Regions from separate parts of the Macaca mulatta genome. Here all the other regions are linked to region 1. The links are chromatin contacts, called in public Hi-C maps. All regions are on one chromosome and are shown on one strand. Each heading gives the region's core, a stretch centred on a gene start, on an enhancer-like site or on the middle of the called end of the contact. The rest is flanking DNA. Distances are from core to core; before and after follow the strand shown.

Evidence for each region. Hi-C and Micro-C count contacts between places; a contact is called where the count stands out from the background.
Region 2: a Hi-C map of cortical neurons shows a contact between it and region 1, with 7 times the contacts expected there. The contact joins the promoter of DNAAF2 here to the promoter of VCPKMT in region 1. A contact is called at or near these places in 2 of 14 Hi-C or Micro-C datasets (cortical neurons and fetal cortex germinal zone).
Region 3: a Hi-C map of fetal cortex germinal zone shows a contact between it and region 1, with 4 times the contacts expected there. The contact joins the promoter of NEMF here to the promoter of VCPKMT in region 1. A contact is called at or near these places in 3 of 14 Hi-C or Micro-C datasets (fetal cortex germinal zone, fetal cortical plate and liver).

Annotation. Positions count from the first base shown.
Region 1 is chr7:123,349,803-123,354,374 of T2T-MMU8v2.0, reverse strand. VCPKMT (valosin containing protein lysine methyltransferase) reads left to right here and starts at 2,097. Exons shown (of 6, transcript NM_001266438.1): 1 at 2,097-2,365; 2 at 2,473-2,583; 3 at 2,744-2,816; 4 at 4,234-4,353. The coding sequence starts at 2,100. SOS2 (SOS Ras/Rho guanine nucleotide exchange factor 2) reads left to right here. Exons shown (of 23, transcript NM_001260585.1): 23 at 1-1,494. The coding sequence ends at 282.
Region 2 is chr7:122,850,988-122,855,559 of T2T-MMU8v2.0, reverse strand. It overlaps DNAAF2 (dynein axonemal assembly factor 2), which reads left to right and starts at 2,127. Exons shown (of 2, transcript XM_002805231.4): 1 at 2,127-4,013. The coding sequence starts at 2,127.
Region 3 is chr7:123,083,111-123,087,682 of T2T-MMU8v2.0, reverse strand. NEMF (nuclear export mediator factor) reads left to right here and starts at 2,537. Exons shown (of 32, transcript XM_077940964.1): 1 at 2,537-2,678; 2 at 3,705-3,807. The coding sequence starts at 2,620.

The sequences.
Region 1 (4,572 bases), core at 848-3,347:
CTGGGGCATCTTCACAGAGATTCAGACTGGCTCAGAGACAGTACGTGTCCAAATTCGCCAAGCACTCCTCCTAGCACACCCTCTCCAAGGGTACCACGTCGATGCTATGTGCTCAGTTCTAGTCAGAATAATCTTGCTCATCCTCCAGCTCCCCCTGTTCCACCAAGGCAGAATTCAAGCCCTCATCTGCCAAAACTGCCACCAAAGACTTACAAACGGGAGCTTTCGCACCCCCCATTGTACAGACTGCCTTTGGTAGAAAATGCAGAAACTCCCCAATGACCTTAGCCATATGTAGTCATTGACACTGGAATGGTATTTGTAAAGTTTTTTTTTTAATTTATTCAAAAAAAGACATAGTATTTTAGTACTTTTTACAAATAATGCTCTTACAAAAATGCTACTGATCAAATAAGCTTTTAAGAATTGGAAAAATAAAAATACAAAAGTCCTTCACCATTATCCTCAGGTGATCAGTAGCATTGCCTTGTCTTGGATCCTCAGTGCTGCCAAAAGGCCAGTATAAAGAATTTATATTTGCACTGTAAACTCTGCAAAAATATGGTTTACAGTGACATGATTGCACTGAAAAGGGATAGTGCTTTTGTGAAATTTTTCAAATTTGAGTAATAGATGCCTTTTTAAGGCAGTGAATTTACACAAATATGGGAGGGGTATATGGTGTTACTGATTTTTAGACCTCTTTGACCATCTTCTAGTTTTTACTTCTAGTTTTTACATCTAGGAGAATTGTGAATAACACCAACTGTTCTTAAACTCTTTAATTCCATGTCTTAAATGCCGGTATTTGCTGCTGAAGACAAAAATGAAAAGTAGGATGAAAATAATAGAATGGCACTGTAAGTGTTTATTATTTTGTCAAAATGTAATCAAAGACTACATAACCCAATGATGGAGGTAAAAAGGGCATGTATCTCATTCAGATGTGCCTTTTGTTTTTGCAGACTATGATGTCTTTAGCTAATGAATTGCCTATTGTTATGGAAAACAGTTAATATGCCATGTATGTACAGTTTTGTTTATATTGTATATTTAAAGATACTGCTAATCTATATAAATTTAAGTGACTTGAGGCCTATAATACAATCTGCTACTTTACTAATTCATAAATTCAAAAAAAATTCTATGGCATAGGAACCAACTGCCTTGCCTTCAACACCTAGTAACTTTCTCTATAAATCTCGTGTTAACTGAAATTTTTTTTAAATATATTTTTTAGATTGGTAATATTTAAACCAGCAAATACTTAAAGCTTTATTAAATGTTTTAATCAGATAAGTGAGTAAAACTTTTATTTGCCATTTGGATGCCTTTGTTCAAAGTGATAAAGAGTGTTTTGCTGATAGTGCTGTAGCAGCAGTTGTAAAGTAGCCAAAAGCCACGTTGTTTATTTACTGGTCTGTGGCCTTTTACTGTGCTTTGTATCAGAGTTCTTAACAAGATTAATAAATCACCCCAGTCTTAATTTTAAAAGACTTTTAAAATATGTGTTTTCATTATAAGGAACAAAGGGGGAGATTGTTGAGTCCTGTAGAGAGACACACACACACACACACACACACACACACACACACACACACATTTTTCTTCAGTGTTAAATGTGAGCTGCAGGCTTCTAGCAACCACTTTTTTGAATTCATACAAAAAACTAGGAGCATACTAGGAACTTGAAAAGGAAGATTGTAAGATTATAGCCATCTTTCGTAGGATCTTGGAAGCTGCTTGCATTTAAGCCTTGTAACTACTCTGTAAATCAAGTCTCCAACTAGGTAAACTCTGAGGTTGGCTTTGTTTTTTAAAGAGCAGATTATAATAGTAGTTTTGTCAAGAAAAGTGATTTAAACGGCCTCTTCGTTAAGCCAAACGTGTGATTTAGAGTAGAGCGGGGGCTGCCAAGCCCGTCGGGAAAGGCGGAGCCCCACATTCGGCCCCGCCCAGGTAACGCCGCCTTCCGGGCTTTGTTAACTCACGCGCGCTGCTGCGTCAACTCAGCCGCGGGGAGGGGGCGGAGCCGCAGGGCGGGGCGGTGCGCGCTGATGTGACGTGCCTGCGCGCGCCGCTTTCTGTTGCCGGCCGCGATGGCGGCTACGCCGGAGTCCTCGCTGGAGGACCCACTGGGGAGCTTTGTGCGCGTGTTGGAGAAGCGGGATGGTACGGTGCTACGACTACAGCAGTATGGCTCCGGCGGCGTGGGTTGCGTTGTTTGGGACGCTGCCATTGTCCTTTCTAAATACCTGGAAACGCCCGAGTTTTCTGGTGACGGGGCCCACGCGCTGAGCCGGCGGTCGGTGCTGGAGCTGGGTTCGGGTACCGGGGCCGTGGGGCTCATGGCCGCTACCCTTGGGTAAGAGCTGACGGGCGGGCGGGATGTGGGGGCACCTTCTTGCTGGAGAAATCCAGATTACAGGTTTTCCCGCCTGTGCTTACACCTCAGTCGACGTTATTTTATAGGGCTGATGTTGTAGTCACCGATCTTGAGGAATTGCAAGACTTGCTGAAGATGAATATTAATATGAACAAGCATCTTGTCACTGGTTCTGTTCAAGCCAAGGTACTGAAATGGTTTGTATGGCCTTTCAGCTTGTTTTAAGATATCGATTTGTAGTTTGTTTTAAATTGCGTTTCATTAAAAGGATGGACGGAGACTTTTCGGTTCTTTATAAAACAAGAGTATTTTGAATTATTAAAACAACAATTGAAATATTTGTTTGACATTTTTAAGGGGGGAAGAAATAGAAGGCTTTCCTTCTCCACCCGACTATATACTGATGGCCGACTGCATATACTATGAAGAGGTAAGTATTCAGTGAGTGAAATACCTTCATTTAGAAGATGAACCATATTTCATGGATTCTGAAGCACACGTTTCTTCACATTTTAACATCTTTGAATCCGGGATTTGCCTTATAGTTGATGCAGTAAAGAAAAGATAAAAGTCACCATGGACCATTTGTATATATGCTCATCATTAACATACCGGCCTGGTGAAGCATGTTGAGAAAAGTGTTACATGCATTTTACTCACGGCTTCTGTAAAAATTTTTAAAGGATTTTGTCAATTGGATGTTATGAAAAGCCAAAATCGTCTCTTTTTCCCTTGGTTGTTCCCAGGGAACATGTTAACCATGACATTGAGAATTAAGTTGTAAATAATTCACTGTTCTTTGCTTTAAATATCAGTTTGGACCGGGCGCAGTAGTTCACCCCCGTAATCCCAGCACTTGGGAGGCCAAGGCGGGTGGGTCACCTGAGGTCGGAAGTTCGAGACCAGCCTGACCTACATGACAAAACTTGTCTCTACTAAAAATACAAAATTAGCCTGGCGTGGTGGTGCATGCGTGTAATCCCAGTTATTTGGGAGGCTGAGGCAGGAGGATCGCTTGAACCCGGGAGGTGGAGGTTGCAGTGAGCTGAGATAGTGCCGTTGCATTCTAGCCTGGGCAACAAGAGCGAAACTCCGTCTCAAAAAAAAAAAAAAAAAAAAAAGGTGCATCAGTTTGTATAGTGTTGTGGGTATCAGTTATTTTAAAAATAATTAGCACTGAACCAAGTTAGGGTCAGATTTAACTTTTGTAGGGTAAATTGTTGATTATTTAAATCTCAAATTACATAAAATTAATCTCTTGAGTAAAGTTGATTACATTTGTTTTTCCATGAGAACTCCAAAATGCAGTTGTCTGAATCCTTTTTCTGGAAACCGAAATCAGCACATGGTTTAGTTAAGAGGAGCTTACCCAATCGTTAGTTACAGAGGGGTTTTTGTTTGTTTTAAGGTAGGGGTCTTGCTCTGTCACACATGTTGTAATGCGGTGGAGTGAGCATAGCTCACTGTAACCTTGAGCCCGTGAGACTCAGTCCTCCCATTCAGCCTCCTCAATAGCTAGGACTATAGGTGTGCACCAGCATGCTGGCTAATTTTTCAACTTTTTGTAAGGTGTGTGTGGAGGTGGGGTGTCTCTCGCTGTATTTTCCTGGCTGGTCTTGAACTCCTGGTTTCAAGCAATCTTTCATCTCTGCCTTCCGAAGTGTTGATATTAGAGGTGTGAGCCACCACACCTAGCCTAGAGCTTTAATTACATGTACTTTGTTGAATTGATTCAAAGATGGATAAATTGTAGGGGAGCTATAAATATCCCTCTACCTCCTCAACCCACTTTTAGAGTAGAAAAAATTTTTAAATCATAAACAAAAAGTATATTCTTTTTTAAATAGTCTTTGGAGCCATTGCTGAAAACTCTAAAAGATATCAGTGGATTTGAAACTTGTATTATATGTTGTTATGAACAACGAACAATGGGAAAAAATCCAGAAATTGAGAAAAAATATTTTGAGGTAAGTATTAAGTGCTGTATTATCTTTGTAGTGATTTCCCTTCAGGGAGTCTGTATGTGACTCTTCAAGTATTTTATGGTAATTTTGGGTGGGGAAAACATTGTTTGTGTGAAGCTGAGAAAAGGATCTTCACAGCCCATGATTCTGCAGAGCTCCCCTTTTTCATCTTTTCTGATCCTTTATTTCATTTCTAATTAGTTGATCTATGGCTACAGAAGA
Region 2 (4,572 bases), core at 878-3,377, 500 kb after region 1:
TTAGAATCATAAATGATGTCACCTTGAGAATGTTCTAAGAGTATTGTGTCAAATACTCTAAGGGCATTTGGGTGAAAAAAAAAAAGCACATTAGAAAGGTTTTAGGCCAGGCGCGGTAGCTCATGCCTGTAATCCCAGCACTTTGGGAGGCTGACGTGGGCAGATCACTTGAGGTCAAAGGTGGGAGACCAGCCTGGCCAACATGGTGAAACCCCATCTCTACTAAAAATACAAAACTTAGCCGGATGTGGTGGTGAGTGACTGTAATCCCAGCTACTTGGGAGGCTGAGGCAGCGAGAATTGCTTGAACCTGGGAGGCGGAGGTTGCAGTGAGCCATGATTGCACCACTGCACTCCAGCCTGGGCAAAAGAGTGAGATAGCCTCAAAAAAAAAAAAAAAAAAAAGGGTTTTGGACCTGGTGTGGTGGCTCACGCCTATAATCCTAGCACTCTGGGAGGCCAAGGTGTGAGGATCATCTGAATCCAGGAGTTGGAGACCAGCCTGGGCAACACAGTGAGAACCCTATCTCTACAAAAACTTAAAAAATTAGCCAGGCATGGTGGCGCATGCCTGTAGTCCCAGTTACTTGGGAGGCTGAGGCAGGAGTACTGCTTGAGCCCCGGAGAGGTTGAAGCTGCACTCCAGCCTGGGCAACAGAGTGAGACCCTGTCTCAAAAATATATACATACATACACAAATGAATAAATGGTGTTGATACAATTGCACAACTGCTTTCTAAAAAGATTTTACTAAAGTCTACTCCCACCCCAAGGAAACACAGTAACTATAAGGATCTTTGCTATTTTGGTAGTTTAAATGTGGTATATTTGCATTTTTATTATTAATGTAGTCTTATATGTTCACGGGCCACTGGCAATTGTTTATGAACACCCTGCCCATATGTCTTGCCCTAAATGAGTTTTTACTGGGTAAATATTATAGTGGAATCGCCAGAAAATGCAAAGGAGGAACACTGAGATTGAAAGGTTGGCCGGGCGCCATCGCTCACGTCTGTAATCCCAGCATTTTGGGAGGCCGAGGAGGGTGGATCACCTGAGGTCAAGAGTTCAAGACCAGCCTGGCCAACATGGTAAAACCCCATCTCTACTAAAAATACAAAAATTAGCCCGGCGTGGTTGCAGGCACCTGTAATCCCAGCTACTTGGGAGGCTGAGGCAGGAGAATTGCTTGAACCCGGGAAGCTAAAGCTGCAGTGAGCCAAGATCTCGCCACCGCATGCCAGCCTGGGAGACAGAGTGAGACTATCTCAACAACAACAAAAAAGATTGAAATGTTGGTTTAGCAAAGTGAAAAACGCAGATAAACTTAGGTTTGGATTCGCCTGTTGAATACACTGGCTATGTGACCTTGGTTCAACTTCTCAGGTCCCATCTTGTTTGTGAAAGGGGGATGAGGTTTTTATCTTTTAGTGGTGTGAGCAATGAATGGGATAATGCACGTAATGCTGGAAATTATGACAGTTACTACGATAGTTATTCTGCAGAAGTAAGTAACTGCACTATGGCACAGGAATCTATAAAACAGAGAAAGTACAGCGGTGAGTTAGTTTGAAGAATCTAAGAGGGCTATTTCTGGCATTTCCACTATTCCACCATTATTTCCTTTTTTTTTTTTTTTTTTTGAGACGGAGTCTCGCTCTGTTGCCCAGGCTGGAGTGCAGTGGCGCGATCTCGGCTCACTGCAAGAGCTCCGCCTCCCGGGTTCACGCTATTCTCCTGCCTCAGTCTCCCACGTAGCTGGGACTACAGGCGCCCCCTAGCCCGGCTAATTTTTTTGTATTTTTAGTAGAGACGGGGTTTCACCGTTTTAGCCAGGATGGTCTCAATCTCCTGACTTCGTGATCCGCCCACCTCGGCCTCCCAAAGTGCTGGGATTACAGGCCTGAACCACGCGCCCAGCCTATTCCACCAAGATTTCTACCCCTCCTCCCGAATGTTAGTGGTGTCACTATGGCAACAAGCACGCGCTGCTCAAGGCTCAATTTTCCAGCCGTTACTGATCTCCACCGCGTCACTCTCGGCTGCCAAGAGACTCTGAGGCGGATCCCCCAAGCCAGTCTCAGATTGATCCCCCTTGGCCAGAGGGCGAGAAGCCACAGGGCAGTATGGCCAAAGCGGAGGCCTCCTCGTCGCTGGAGGACTTAGACCTGAGTGGAGAGGAGGTCCAGCGGCTCACCTCCGCCTTCCAGGACCCGGAGTTCCGGCGAATGTTCTCCCAGTACGCCGAGGAGCTCACCAACCCGGAGAACCGGCGGCGCTACGAGGCGGAGATCACCGCGCTAGAGCGTGAGCGCGGGGTGGAGGTGCGGTTCGTGCACCCGGAGCCGGGGCACGTGCTGCGCACCAGCCTGGACGAGACACGGCGCTGCTTCGTGAACGTCTGCAGCAATGCGCTGGTGGGCGCGCCCAGCAGCCGGCCCGGCTCCGATGACGACCGGGGAGCAGCTCCTGGCAGTCACTGGTCCCTGCCCTACAGCTTGGCGCCAGGCCGTGAGTACGCGGGGCGCAACAGCAGCCGATACATGGTCTACGACGTGGTCTTCCATCCAGACGCGCTAGCGCTGGCCCGGCGGCACGAGGGCTTCCGCCAGATGCTGGACGCTACGGCCCTGGAGGCAGTCGAGAAGCAGTTCGGCGTGAAGCTGGACCGCAGGAATGCCAAGACCCTGAAAGCCAAGTATAAGGGGACCCCCGAGGCTGCGGTGCTGCGCACACCCCTGCCCGGGGTCATCCTGGCCAGGCCTGAGGAGGAGCCGAAGGGTCCTCTCCCGGACTTCCCCTACCCCTACCAGTACCCGGCAACCTCCGGGAACTCTGCAACCCACGGGCCCCGGGTGCCCTCCCCTCCGGAAGCGGCCTTGCAGCCCGCCCCCACTGAGCCCCGCTACAGCGTGGTGCAGCGCCACCACGTGGACCTCCAGGATTACCGCTGCTCCCGGGACTCAGCCCCGAGCCCCGTACCCCATGAGCTGGTGGTCACCATAGAACTGCCGCTGTTGCGCTCGGCCGCGCAGGCGGCGCTGGAGGTGACGGGAAAGCTGCTGTGCCTCGACTCAAGGAAACCCGACTACCGGCTGCGACTATCGCTCCCGTACCCAGTGGACGACGGCCGCGGCAAGGCACAATTCAACAAGGCCCGGCGGCAGCTGGTGGTTACGCTGCCAGTGGTACTACCGGCCGCGCGCCGGGATCCCGCCGTCGCCGGCGCAGTCGCCGCCGCCACGCCGGAAGAGTCCTTGGACCCGTCCGGAACTGATGGCCAGGCCTGCACTTCCGTTCACGAGGGGGAGGCGGGACCCGTGGGGAGTCCCGCCGAGGACGGAGGCCGCGATACCTGCGTGGCTGGGGCTGCGAGCTCTGGGGTCACCACCGTGGGCTACCCCAAGGTGGCGTCCCCGCCGGCCGGCGCTGGAGAGGAACGTGTCCCCAAGCCGGGGGAGCAGGACTTGAGCACGCACGCGGGGTCGCCGCCGGGCAGCGTGGAGGAACCATCTTCCGGAGGAGAGAACTCACCTGGTGGCGGAGGCTCCCTTTGTACGTCCTGCCGGGGCCTTGCCTGGGAGTCTTATGCGGGAAGAGAGAGTGCGCGCGGAGATACCGGTGTGGAGACGCGCGCGGAGTCGGAGGGCAAGCGCTGCGAGCCCTCAGCCCGCGCCATGGGTGGTCCCGGGACCAAGAGCGGGGAGCCTTTGTGTCCTCCGTTACTGTGTAATCAGGACAAAGAAACCTTGACTCTGCTCATTCAGGTGCCTCGGATCCAGCCGCAAAGTCTTCAAGGAGATTTGAATCCCCTCTGGTACAAATTACGCTTCTCCACACAAGACTTAGTTTATTCCTTCTTTTTGCAATTTGCTCCAGAGAATAAATTGAGTACCACAGAACCTGTGATTAGCATTTCTTCAAACAATGCAGTGATAGAACTGGCAAAATCTCCAGAGAGCCATGGACATTGGAGAGAGTGGTATTATGGTGTAAACAACGATTCTTTGGAGGTAACAGTTCTTTCCAGAGTCCTCATATTTGAAATATCCCATCTCACTTAAAAAATTTGCTATTACGGGCCGGGCGCGGTGGCTCACGCCTGTAATCCCAGCATTTTGGGAGGCCTAGGCGGGCGGATCACGAGGTCAGGAGTTCTGGACCAGCCTGGCCAATATGATGAAATCCCGTCTCTACTAAAAATACAAAATTAGCAGGGCATGGTAGCGGGCGCCTGTAGTCCTAGCTACTTGGGAGGCTGAGGCACGAGAATCGCTTGAACCCGGGAAGCGGAGGTTGCAGTGAGCCGAGATCGTGCCACTGCAGAACAGTCTGGGCGACAGAGCGAGACTCCATCTCAAAAAAAAAAAAAAAAAAAAAAAAAAAACTGCCATTACGGGCACCTTTTCAGTTTATCCTAAACAAAGCATTTTCCATTATAACTTTTCTTGTAATGACTTGCACTGATGCACATGATGAAAGATGTCAGTGCTTGTTAAGCGTATTTTGAAAAAAAAAAAAAAAACAACATGCATCGCATCTGGTGGATGGGTTTCAGATCTTCAAAGTTAC
Region 3 (4,572 bases), core at 1,288-3,787, 270 kb after region 1:
TGCCTTGACCTCCTGGACTGAAGGGATCCTCCTATCTCAGCCTCCCATGTAGCTGGGACCATAGGTACATGTCATCACGCCCGGCTAATTTTGTTATTTTTTTGTAGAGATCGATCAGGGGGCCTCACTTTGTTGTCTGGGCTGGTCTTCTGGGCTCAAGCCATCTGCCAGCCTTGGCCTCCCAAGGTGTTGGAATTATAGGTGTGAGCCACCCAGCCCAGCCATGTGATGTTTTGATGTATGTATACACTGTGAGATGATTACTGCAATCAAGCCAATTAACACATCCATAACCTCACAATTTGCATGTGTGTATTTGAGATCCACTTTCTTAGCAAATTTCTGTTTTTTATTTTAATTTAACTTTTATTTTAAGTTCATGGGTTATATGTGCAGGTTTGTTATATAGGTAAATTTGTGTCATGGGGTTTGTTTTACAGGTTATTTCATCACCAGGTATTAAACCTAGTACCCATTAGTTATTTTTGCTGACCCTCTCCCTCCTCCCATTCTCCACCCTCTGATAAGCCCCAGTGTGTGCTGTTCCCCTTCCATGGGTCCATGTGTTCTCATCATTCAGCTCCCATTTATAAGTGAGAACATACGGTAGTTGGTTTTCTGATCCCGTGCAAATTTCAAGCATAAAATACATTACTATGAACTATAATCAGCAAGTTGTACATTAAGTCTCTAGAACTTATTCCACTTATAACCGAAAGTTTGTGCATTTTGACCAGTATCTTCCCATTTCCCCCACCTCCCAAGTGCTGGAAACCACATTTCTACTCTCTGTTTCTATGAGAAACTTCTAGATTCCACGTATAAGTGAGATCATGCAGTATTTGTCTTTTTGTGTCTGGCTTATTTCACTTAGCATAATGTCATCCAGATTCATCCATGTTGTTAAATCCATGCCAGTTGCAAACAGCAAGATTTATTTCTTTTTAAAAAACTGAATAATATTCCACAGTATGTATGTGTGTGTGTGTACATATATATTTGCACTCATTATCCGTTCATCCATTGATGAAAAGTAGATTATCCCTATATCCTGACTATTGTGAATAAAGCTGCAATGAACATGAACATGTATCTTCAGGATAGTGATTTTGTTGCTAGATCACATGGTAATTCTTTTCCTAATTTTGTGAGGAGCCTTCATACTGTTTTGTACAATGGCTCTACTAATTTACATTCCCATCAGCAGCATACAAAAGTTCCCTTTTCTCCACATTCTCGCCAATGCTTTCATATTTTGGGCCATTCTGTATGGTTTACTGTACCGTATGACAGTAATGCTGTGCAGTATGTGCTATAGTCATTTTTGCATCCACTGGTACCAGTTCTGAAATAGCAGCGGCGCCCTTTCTGTTTAGAGTCGCCTTCTGGTGGTAGGAATTCTGGTTGCTACCGTGTGTAACCTGCAAGCCTCTAGAGGGCAGCTCTTTGCAGCGACGCCAAGCGCCGGGCGCGGTGGCGCGTGCCTGTAGTCCCAGCTACTCGGGAGGCTGAGGCTTGAGGATCCCTTGAGTTCAGGAGTTCTGGGCTGTAGTGCGCTATGCCGATCGGGTGTCCGCACTAAGTTCGGCATCAATATGGTGACCTCCCGGGAGCGGGGGACCACCAGGTTGCCTAAGGAGGGGTGAACCGGCCCAGGTCGGAAACGGAGCAGGTCAAAACTCCCGTGCTGATCAGTAGTGGGATCGCGCCTGTGAATAGCCACTGCACTCCAGCCTGGGCAACATAGTGAGACCCTGCCTCTTTTGAGTTCTCACCTTATAAAGTATCCTTTCTTCCCATACATCTATCCTAAGACAAAATAAATGCAAAATTTACATTCTTACAAGATTATTTTCCTCACTACACTGTGAATCCCCCCTCCCACCCCACTCCCGTTGGGAATCTTATTTTTATTTTTATCGTATTCACCATTATCTAGCTAAACACTTGCATATTCATGTTGCCAAGTGTTTATGGAGCACCGGTTGTATACCAGGTACTGCGCTGCGTCTCAGGGGTACCAAGACCGAGGTTTGAAGAGAATACTGTAAACAACTGCAGAATGCCCCTTCGGAGAGCAGGACCCATCAAAATAGGAACTCCGTTTTGAGAGTTCGCCTTGATAGTTGAGGATAATCTTAGAAGGACCGAAGCGGTTCCGTTTCGTTACATTTCAAAATCTTATGTCAAAGTAAGCGCGCAGGAAGGGGTCCTTGCTCTTCTGCACTGAGCCCTACAGCCCGCCTGTGGGGAAATACTCCTGTTAATTGTCTCGAAAATTGTTTCGACCAGCAGGGGTCACTATGAAGGCTGGCTTGAGCCCGAAACACAAGGGGGCAAGGTAACCAGACTGGCCCGTGAGGGTTCCAGGAAGGAATGCACAGTTTCAGGAGAACAGTTTGGATCTTTATTCGAATTGTTTTGGTATAATGAAGAGAGTCAACTACAACTTGACAATAGAAATCTTCAGAAAAGGGACACGAATACGTTCGCCTCAAGGAATATTGGGTCTTCTGCGCGGCCGTAGATCTCCGCCAAGTGCGCCTGCGCGGAAGAGAAGCGGTGTCGAGTCCGGCCGGGCAGTAGAGGAAATTGCGGTAGTGACCCTCGGACCTCGCCATGAAGACCCGCTTTAGCACCATTGACCTCCGCGCCGTACTCGCGGAGCTGAACGCTAGGTACAGTCCCCTAAGTGACCAGGCTCGTGCGGGGATTGCAGGAGGCAGAGGCCGGGGTCCCATGGCGCAAACAGACCAGCTTGATGTGTTTCCTTATTTCTTAGTGCGTCTGTGGACCTGTCTAGGCCTGAGTGGGCAGGCGTGTGGTGTATTTCCTTTGGCCCTTAGGATACCCTGGGGGTCCCAGGCACCTCGTGCCCCGTCCCCCGCGTCCTTCCAGCTCTCTGGCTTGCCCCACTAGCGCGACGTTCTTGCATTGTTGGCCTGGGTTGTCCGGGTCGGGCAGGAAACGTTTGGTAAAACGTGAGACGCCAGAGTGGTCGTTTGCTCCAGAGGTTTCCAGACTGGAGGCTTGGTTTCTTGAACACCTCCCGCCCCTCACCCAAAAGAGAGAGAACATCGCCGTTTTAGCTGGGTTGAGCAGATTTGGACTGAGATCTGGATTCTAGTCTGGATTCTATTAGTCAGCCGTGTGAGCTTTGTCATGTTTTCGAGGCCCTCTTTTCTTTTTTTTCTCCCTTGTAATAAATTAATTGGATTATATTTCACTGTATTTCTCTCCCAAAATTGGGTCATTTGGAAGACGCAAGCTATAGTGTGGTGTTCCTAGAGCTGATAGACCACTTTTGTTTTAAAATCGTTACTCTTAAGCTTTGAGCTGAATGCCCAGATGGCTTTCAGACTCTGCTCCCCGGCTGACTCCGTATCCTTAGAGACTGAGATCCGCTCTTTGGAAGCTTTTATTAAATTATGTGTAGTTTTATGTTTCAAACAATAGTGTGGTATGTTACATGTTTCCTTTATCTTTGCAGCTTGCTAGGAATGAGAGTAAACAATGTTTATGATGTGGATAATAAGACATACCTTATTCGTCTTCAAAAGTAAGAACATTTTATAGGCTTATTTTCTCTTTGGCGATTAAGTGTGAGATTACTGATTTTTTTTTTTTTTACCTACATTTTAAGTCTTGTTTCAGTTAGCTTTGGCGTATACCCTGAAGAAAAATTTGACTTTTTTCTTCTACAGGCCAGACTTTAAAGCTACACTTTTACTTGAATCTGGCATACGAATTCATACAACAGAATTTGAGTGGCCTAAGAATATGATGCCGTCTAGTTTTGCCATGAAGGTAAACTTGTTACACTTGAAGCTAAATTTTAAGATTGCTCAAAGTTTTTAATTGGGGTTTCCTTCACTGTTACGAATAAAGTGCAGATGAAATGAAGGTAAAGGGAGTGGTTGACAGATAATGGGTTGAATAAAGTGAATATTTATTGGTTGACTTCTCCCCATTACCTTTCACATCCTGTTCTGCTCCAGATCTTGTTTCCACAGTCACTATTAGAGTTCAAACTTTTATCACATTCAGCCTTACAGTTCCTTAACTGTAGTCCACTTTTCCGCGTCAAAACAATTCTAAATTAGACCAACGTTAATGTTTTGTTTTTGTTTGTTTGTTTTTTTGAGACGGAGTCTCGCTCTGTCACCCAGGCTGGAGTGCGGTGGCACAGTCTTGGCTCACTGCAACCTCTGCCTCCCAGGTTCAAGTGATTCTCCTGCCTCAGCCTCCTGAGTAGCTGGGATTACAGGTGCATGCCAGTAGGCCCGGCTAATTTCTGTATTTTTAGTAGAGATGGGGTTTCACCATGTTGGCCAGTCTGATCTCGAACTCCTGACCTCAGGTGATCCGCCCATCTCAGCCTCCTGAAGTGCTGGAATTACAGGCATGAGCCACCACGCCTGGCCCAACATTAATTTTTTTAAAGTATAATTTTCATTAGTTATCTTTTATGGTTTCCTAATTTCTAAATCCATATTCTATAGCCTAACATTCTTGGCTTTCTGTGTTCTTCCTCCTCCCTGCCCCACCTTTTTTTCCTAGTCTTATCTTCCA